Linked DNA regions of Mus musculus: all the other regions are linked to region 1. The links are chromatin contacts, called in public HiChIP or PLAC-seq maps. All regions are on one chromosome and are shown on one strand. The core of a region is the stretch at or near the end of the contact, and the rest is flanking DNA. Distances in the headings are between cores, read along the strand shown.

Region 1 (2,700 bases), core at 35-2,534:
GTTAAGAGTACTAACCACTCTTCCAGAGGTCCTGAGTTCAATTCCCAGGAACCACATGGTGGCTCACAGCCATCTGAAATAGGATCCAATTCCCTATTCTGGTGTGTCTGAAGAGTGACAGTATATTCACATACATTAAATAAACAAACAGAAAACCCCAGTTATGTGACTAAGCTTTTGCTTTAATGCCAGGTGTGGGAAATGGGGCTGCTTAAGATTGTCCACATGCAACTACGATTTGTCTCCTGCCCTGGCAGGCAGGGGCGTGAGGCTGCCAGAGGAAGATAGTTGACATTTGGAATTCTGGGGGTTCTTAAGAGGGTTAAAAATGCCAGAGCCCCAAGAGGAGGTGGCTGCTGCGTCCCCTGTGGCTCCTTTGCTATTTGATGACTTGCTGGCTGTTCTTGTCCCAAAGATCTCGATGCCCCTAATCAGCAGGGCATCTAAAGAGATCTATGCCCCCCTTCCCTCCAACCTTCTCAACTCCCTAGTGTTGGGGGGTTGGAAGGGATTGGGGTGGGGAAGAGTGGTAGCTATGAGAACCCAATAAAGTAGGCAAGAAGTATGGCTACAGCCCACACCAGCTGTTTCAGAAGGCCCAGTGGTGTGCTGCAGGAATAGTTATCAGGTCTGGTAGAGCCTGCTACACACAGGTCTTTGTGCGGGTGGCCTCTCTGGGCTGGTGCAGTTCTAAGTAAATCCTTGTTAGTTCATACAGCAGGCACAACATGGACTCTTTTTATCACCATCATCATGTATGTGTGGTGTGTATGCTAAGATACACACACATGGCAGCCAAAAGACAATTTGGGGGAGTTGGTTGTTTCCTTCCATATGGATCCCCAAGGACCAAACACAGGTTGTCAGGCTCAGTGCCAGGCACTCTGATCTGCCAAGCCATCTCTCCAGTCCCTTTTCTTTTTGAGACAGGGTCTAGCTATGTTGTCCAGGATGGTCTTGAAATCACAAGCAATTCTCTTGCTTCAGTGTTGGGATTCAGGTATACACTGGGCCTGTCTCTGTCTCTTCTCTTTTCTTTCTTTTTTCCTTGTTAGTATCAGGTTTCCTTGTTGAAACCCAGGATCGTATGCATGGTGGTCAGGCTTTCTACCAGCGAGCTACGTCCCCCAGTGTTTGGTTGGTCTGTCTGTCTGTCTTCATTTCTTTTCCCCACCCCACCTTCTCTTGCAGTAGGAGATAGGCAGAACTCCAGCACTCAGCTACAGCCTCAGCCCCAGCCAGTCCACACTGATACTGCTAATTGGCACAGAAAGCCAGCCAGAAGTTAATGGCAACTCCCTGTCAGCAGGCAGGGGTGGGGTGGAGGGTGGGGCAGACTTGGCCAGGTGGTGGCTGTGTGCATTTTCCAGTAACAATCTGCAGGCTTTCCCTGGGCCTCCATCTGGGTGGGGTGAAGAATGGCAGGAGAGGAGATTGTGTTCACAGCAGGGAGACTGTACAGGGTGGACAGGCAAGGCAGTGTGAGATGGAGCCTCTTTTCTGAAGGCTCTCTGAGGTGCATACAGAATGGGGACTGGGTGTCCTCACAGCTTCTGGAAGACTGTTTTCAAAATGATCTGCAGGAGGAAGAGAGGACAAGAAAGGCCAGGAATGGATGGCTATCTGAATAAAGAAACAGTTGTAGGTGCTGGCACACACCTTTGCTCCCAACACTTGGGAGGCAGAGGCAGGTGGACCTCAGTTCCAGGCCAGCCTGGTCTACAGAGTGAGACCCTGTTTCAAAATAAATAGACAAACAAGTAAATAAAAAGGTCTAAGCTGGTCCTGTGGGCCAACAGGATCCTGAGGCAGAAGGGCTACAAGTTCAAAACCAAAGTGGGATGGCTCAGTGGATAAAGGTGCTTGCCACCAAGTTGACTGCCTGAGTCTGATCCCAGAATCAAACTGAAGAGAATAACCAAGTCCCGCAAGTGAGCCTCTGACCTCCACCATCCAAACAGAGTAGACAGGAAAGCATAAGGAAGGGGTTAAAAGCCTGCCTGGTCTACTTAGGAAGAGCCTGTCGCTCAACTTAGAAGTATGGACCAGGGCTGGTGAGATGGCTCAGTGGGTAAGAGCACCCGACTGCTCTTCCGAAGGTCCGAGTTCAAATCCCAGCAACCACATGGTGACTCACAACCATCCATAACGAGATCTGACAACCTCTTCTGGAGTGTCTGAAGACAGCTACAGTGTACTTTACATATAATAAATAAATAAATCTTAAAAAAAAAAAGAAAAAAAAAAAAGAAGTACGGACCAAGAGGTGGCTCAGCTGGGGAGACACCAGACATATTCCCAGAACCCACAGAGGTCGGGTGCAGGGGCCCAGATCTGACTCTAGAGCTGGGGTGGAGAGCAGAGATAGGTGGAACCCTGAACTCCCTGGCCAGCAGCAGCCAGCCTGCCAAAAGCAATGAGCTCTGGGTTCCATGAGATGCCCTGTCTAAAAAACGTGTGGGGCTGGAGAGAAGGCTGGAGAGCACCGACTGCTCTTCCAGAGGTCCTGAGTTCAATTCCCAGCAACCTCATGGTGGCCCACAACCATCTGTAATGGGATCTGATGCCCTCTTCTGGTGTGTCTGATTGACATTGTATGTAAAATAAATAAATAAATCTTAAAAAAAAAAAAAAAGGAGTGTCTGAAGCAGATGCCGTATGTCAACCTCTGGCCTCCACATGTACATGCGTACACATGCA
Region 2 (2,700 bases), core at 130-2,629, 300 kb after region 1:
GAGCCATCTCTCCAGCCCCATCCTTTTCTATTCTATCTTTGCTCAGCTGCTGTGTCTCACATTCCCACCTGCAGCACTCTCTTGAATCCTCTTCCCTCGCCCATACCAGTCCTTGTCAGCCTCGGTTCTGGCTCAGAAGGCTGTGGCAAGAGTGGCCCTTTCAAAGTTGATCTTTAACCCTTTACCTTTTATTAGTTGTATTTCTGTTTGGAAACAAGGTCTCCTTCAGCCCAGGCTAGCCTCATCACGTAGCTGAGGATGGCCTTGAACTTCCGATTCTCCTACCTTACCTCTAGGATTATAGATATGCACCACCACGGGCATCGAGACTTTTGCCTAGGTTTTGATCCAGGGTGCTGCCAAGAGGATGCTGCCAGTCATGCGGCACTGGACAGAGACAGGAAAAAGGGGTGGCTAGCAGAAGGACCTGTGTGTGTGTGTGTGTGTGTGTGTGTGTATATCCCCTCTATCCTTTGAATGAAGAGCTCTGGGGGAGCTCTCAGGGGCAGGATTGCTTGACAGAGACACAGGAGACAACATTGAAACGGTGATTTAGGCAGTCTTTGGGCATAGGGGATGCATTGGCGCTCCAAGCCCCATCTACTGTCAGCCACAGGCCTTTGCAGAGAATCCTGATTGAGCTTAGCTATGCAAAATGCATTTTTTTCTGAGGCCAAGTTGCAGACAAGCCGGCATCTCCTTCGGGTGTCCCCGTTTGGATGGGGGAGCAGGGAGGATTTTGTGGGCACAGCAATGCTGGTCTGGAAGCGGGAAATAGCTTTAGATTATCTACAAAGTGCTTCTTCCACCGTGGATAATGGAGAGGTAGCCACGCTTATTTAGAGCTACCCTCTTAGGGACAATCACTGGAAGGGGAGGGGTGGGGAGAAGGGTAGGGATGGAAATGGTGTATTACTGAGCCAGACTCAGACCGAGGAGGGGCTCAGTGGGGTCCTTAGCAGCTCCTTCTAGACATGGAGGCTGGAAGGGATCACCCCATCAGCATCAGACTCCACCCCATCAGCATCAGACTCCACCCCATCAGCATCAGACTCCACCCCATCAGCATCAGACTCCACCCCATCAGCATCAGACTCCACCTCTTTTGGTCTGCAGGAAGCCCCAGGACTCAGATCACTATTGGCCAAGACAGCATTAGCCCAAGGGCAGCCAACAATGCTTCTCTTTCTACCCCACTTTCAGCCTCATCCTTGTGAGGTGGATGAACTAGATATCCGTCATCCTCCTCCACAGACCCCAGGGCCCACCTCTGATCCAGGGTCCTGGATCAGAACTGGTTGGCCGTGCTCTCTCAGACTCTCTCAGGAAAAGTGTTCAGGGCAGGGATTGTGCTGGAGACTAGGAAACTGCTGGAAGGGCAAGGCAGAGTGCAGAGCTGGTCAGAGCTGGTGGGGATGAATCATGCTGGCTACAGGCACAAGTGCATGGAAAGTACCTGGAATTGTGCCTGCTTATGATGCTCCATCCCAGAGGCTCCTCCTCCTCCTCCTCCCCTCTTCCCCTTCCTCCCTCCCTGTCCCCTCCCCCTCCCCTCTCCGCTCCTTCCCCCTTTCCCTCTCCCTGGTCCCTCCCCTTCCTCTCCCCTCTCTTTGTCCCCTCTCCCTCCTTCTTTCCCTCTCCTTGCCCCCTCCTCTTCCCCTCCCCTCCCCCTTCCTTCCCCCTTCCTTCCCCTGGCCCTCTTCCTCCCCACTTCCTTCTTTATGATGCAGGGTCTCTAACCTAAAATTTACTCTGTAACCAAAGAGGACTTAGAACTTCTGATCCTTCTATTTGCCCCTCCTGGGTTCTGGGATTATAGGGATGAGCTACCAGGATGCTGGGGATTGAGCCCAGGGTCTCACACATAGTAGGCCAGCACTCTGGCTCCCCTGGCTCACTCAGGACAGGTTGTGGTTATTGAGAGCTAAGACCCTCTGGGTCTTCTGGGATGTCCAAGGCCACACACGAGGCCCTGGTGTCTCCAGGTTGGGGGCAGTCTTCTCTCGCTGGTCTGCACACTGGGGTTGAATCAGTCTTCCCTCCTTCCCCAAGCTGCTCAGAAGCCCTCTTCACAGCTGCCACCCACTTCATCATAGACACCCATCAATGAGCCAGCCAAGCCCATAAATTATTGTACAAACCACTCCAAACAATAACCACAATTTTACTTACTGAGCCATTAAATATACGTACTTAAATTAGACTTAACCAGACATCACGTGGGGACGTCTTGGGGCCAGGCAAACAATGAGTCTTGGGGGGAACGTGTCACCTTGTGTTTGCCCACCTCTCCCGTGAAATTAATGAGGTGCTTCAATTTAATCATTATTACCACTCTGGCTTTATTTAGCCAGTTAGCTGGGGTTGACCTGCCGTCTCAGTCAGCAGTGGCTTCCCTTTGCTGCCCTGGGCTGTCCTGACAGCCAGCTAGAGGTCAGTGGGAACTTGGATACTGAAGGGCTGCCCTGGTCCAGAGATGTGTTAATCTCATTGACAGAAGCTCTGTCTCCAGGATCCACAGAGACCCAGCTGTGGCTATTGAAGCTACCACGTGGAGGACAGAGTGCTGGCTCTTCCCAGATCCCCATGTCTGATGTGTCAATGAGCACATCTCACACACTCTTTCAGTGTCCTCCTAGTTCAGGCTGCCAACTGTCCCTTTGGTGTTAGCCATTTTACACCCTGTCTCTCTGTCTGCCA
Region 3 (2,801 bases), core at 228-2,727, 480 kb before region 1:
GAGTCTCTGCACTTCCCTGGCCTTCAAATGGCCGGGGACTCAGGAAGGCTGCCCATCTGTGATGGGTTTCCCTTCTCTACAGCCCCAGAGGTCACAGTGATGACCACTGCTGTGTGTGTGGTTTAGGGGTTATTCCTATTCCTATTAGAGGATTCTCTATTTCCTCTCCTTTCCTGTCCATCTGTCTGCCCACTGCCTAGATCAGAGTGATCTAAGACCAGGGCGGTGAAGGCTTTTACTGGGACAATCTCCCCGGTCTCCTCCTCCATCCAGTGTTCTCACCAGATAAGAGCTAAGACCCATGTCTGCTGTACTCAACAGTGCCGGCCCTGTCTCGCAACAGGACCGTTAAGTGGGAGAGGAGTGTCCACCCAGGTTTAACCCAGACCTGTGGTTCCTGGCTACCTAGAAGCAGCCCAGTTGTCAATGGAGATTCTCCATGTCTGCCCCTCCCCACTCCCTACAAACACTCCAGAACTGTGTCCCCATTAATGTTCTAGCCTGAAAATCCTGTGTCTACCCCAGACTCTCAGCTCATCCGTCTCCTCTCATATGAGATTTTCAAAAAAGAAAGTAGATGGCCTTCATCCCTGAAGCAAAGTGAGCACACAGTCACATACTGTCCTGGCCCATCTGACTGTCACGGGACCAGGGCCAGCGTCCAGGTCTTTGTCTTATAGGAGCAGAGAAATTTGCCCTGTTTTCAATGTGTCCCTAGCACTGTATGCCCTGCCCAGGGCCTCACTAGCCCTCACCATCACAATATGACACAAGCTGGTGACATCTGTGTCACCTGCACCGTCAAATGGTCTCTGAGGATCACGACTGTCAGAGTTCATCTCTGCAGCAGCGCCTCTCACACAAATGCGCGCACCTGATTGTATCTCACTCAGTCTTTCGGCTTAGATCATGTCAGGGACTCAACGGCGGTGTGGGAAGTTGGGGACTTCCATGAGACAGCAGTATTGAATCCTAGGTTCTATGGGAGAGAAAGGAGAGCTTTTGGCTGTCTGGAAGTCATTGGGCTTATTTTCTGATTGCCAAGAGGGTGTTGCCTTTATTGAACATTTATTGTTTGTTTTGGGTTGAGACATGGTCTCAAATAGCCCAGGCCAGCCTCAGAACTCTATAGTTCAAGGGAATGCTAAGATTCTAAGAACATGCCATGTCCAGTTGTAGGTGGTGGGACTTGAGCTAAGGACTTTGTGGATGGCAACTTAAGCCCTCCACCGGCTAAGCTACAGCCCCAGCCCTTAGTGAACACATTGGAGGAGTAAGCATGGTGCAGTATAATGGGCCATTACTGAGAAACAAGGCTAGAAGTTCTCTAGACAGGCAGAAGGAGGTGAGTCACTCCTTTGAGACCCCTGTCCCGTCTTGTTTCCAAGCTGACAACAGTGCTATACAGAGAGCAAACACTGGGCAGTATTTACCAACATGCTCACACATTTGCATAAGCACAGTGATGGTTGTACAGATTACACAGTGGGGACCAAGGGCCAGCCATGCCCATGCTGCCATCCTGAGGCTGTCAGGGTCAGCCCAGCTCCATCTGGCAGATGTTCTCTGAGTCCCATCTGTTCCATAGCATGGCCTCTACCGGTTAGGACCTCTCAGCAGGCAGATGCACAGGCATTTACACCAGATAGTGTGGGAGAAGAGCAGCAGCCACTGCAGGGAGAAGCCAGGAAGGGCTGCTTCTCGAGGCTGAGTGCAAGTTCTCTGGGAAGGGAGCTAGAGGTGGCATTTTGGGTAGAAGAGCTTTTCTGTTCTGGGGGGGGGGGAGTAACATATCTGGGTATCCGAGCATGTGGGGGCCAGGGAGCAAAATGGATTAGGAAAGAGCAAGGGCCAAGTGATGTTGCAGAACGTATAGCTCTGGCTGTCCTGGAATTAGCTATATAAACCAGGCTAGGCTCAAATTCAGAGATCTGCTTGCCTCTGCCTCCCCAGTGCTGGGATTAAAAGTGTGCATCATCTGGCTCAAAAAGTTAAGGGAAGGTATTTTGCAGGAATGTTTATGGAGAAGGCGCAGAACCGAGAGAGGGCCTTTTGTTGTGGGGTGGCCTGCCAGGTGGCTTGCTTTAGGCTGGGAAACAGGACCTTGTGGCCAGGCCAGTGGTTACTCAGCTGCACAGAAGGACCAAAGCACCAAAGTTAATGGGCCTTGGAGCTGGGTGGGGCCCGGGCTGTGGTGTGAGACTCATGGGGAGGGATCCAGAGTGTGCTGGGGTCTGAAGAGCAGGTGGCACTCCCACGTGCCTGGACCTCCCTGCCTCTGTGGGAAACAGTCCTGGCCACAAGTTTCCAAGACTCAAACTGACCACTGGAGACTCTGAGCCGGCACTGCCTGCTCCTTGTCTCTGTTTATCTCATGTGCCCAGTGACAAAACACTTGCCCAGAGCGACCCTACACCACTGCCATTTGAAGGGCAAGCCTTTAGAAGCCATTAAATAGGCCCTGGCCCAGGTAATAAGCTCCAAGTGAAAGAGAGGGAGGCCTGCCTGTCACAGCGACTGCTGGTGTGCAGAGGGAGGTCTCCAGGGAGGGAGCAGGGGTTTGATTCCTGATAGAAGAGTCCTGTCGGGCATGATCAGGTTCCATACCACTCTGGAACTTTCTTGTTCTGTCTCTGTACATCACTTTTTAAGGCTGTTGTTGCCTGGGATACAGTTCCTACAGGACCTGCGCTGTTGTTGCCTGGGATACAGTTGCCTGGGATACAGTTCCTACAGGACCTGCTTCCTTACCATCGATGTCTAAAGTTTATGAGCCACACCAGTGTCACTAACTGTAACCT

The links. HiChIP or PLAC-seq counts read pairs in DNA pulled down with a chosen protein or histone mark.
Region 2: a FOXA1 HiChIP or PLAC-seq map of pancreatic cancer cells shows a contact between it and region 1. The contact joins two enhancer-like sites. A contact is called at or near these places in 1 of 484 Hi-C or Micro-C datasets (embryonic stem cells) and 5 of 115 datasets of contacts at active chromatin or transcription factors (embryonic stem cells, pancreatic cancer cells and stem cell-derived neural progenitor cells).
Region 3: a FOXA1 HiChIP or PLAC-seq map of pancreatic cancer cells shows a contact between it and region 1. The contact joins two enhancer-like sites. A contact is called at or near these places in 1 of 39 promoter capture datasets (embryonic stem cells) and 2 of 115 datasets of contacts at active chromatin or transcription factors (large pre-B cells and pancreatic cancer cells).

The regions. Positions count from the first base shown.
Region 1 is chr11:117,837,370-117,840,069 of GRCm38.p6, reverse strand. It overlaps Afmid (arylformamidase), which reads right to left. Exons shown (of 11, transcript NM_027827.3): 11 at 162-1,577. The coding sequence ends at 1,545. Among named protein-coding and RNA genes, the nearest start is that of Birc5, 11 kb to the left of the region's middle. Within about 2 kb of position 1,284, at least 43 of the 459 cell types and tissues checked have an H3K27ac peak or open chromatin away from gene starts, as enhancers often do. A contact at or near this core is called in pancreatic cancer cells, where this site is marked.
Region 2 is chr11:117,535,495-117,538,194 of GRCm38.p6, reverse strand. No RefSeq gene overlaps it. Among named protein-coding and RNA genes, the nearest start is that of Gm11734, 14 kb to the right of the region's middle. Within about 2 kb of position 1,379, at least 109 of the 459 cell types and tissues checked have an H3K27ac peak or open chromatin away from gene starts, as enhancers often do. A contact at or near this core is called in pancreatic cancer cells, where this site is marked.
Region 3 is chr11:118,321,612-118,324,412 of GRCm38.p6, reverse strand. The region is part of intron 1 of Timp2 (tissue inhibitor of metalloproteinase 2); the gene reads left to right. Among named protein-coding and RNA genes, the nearest start is that of Cep295nl, 20 kb to the left of the region's middle. Within about 2 kb of position 1,477, at least 33 of the 459 cell types and tissues checked have an H3K27ac peak or open chromatin away from gene starts, as enhancers often do. A contact at or near this core is called in pancreatic cancer cells, where this site is marked.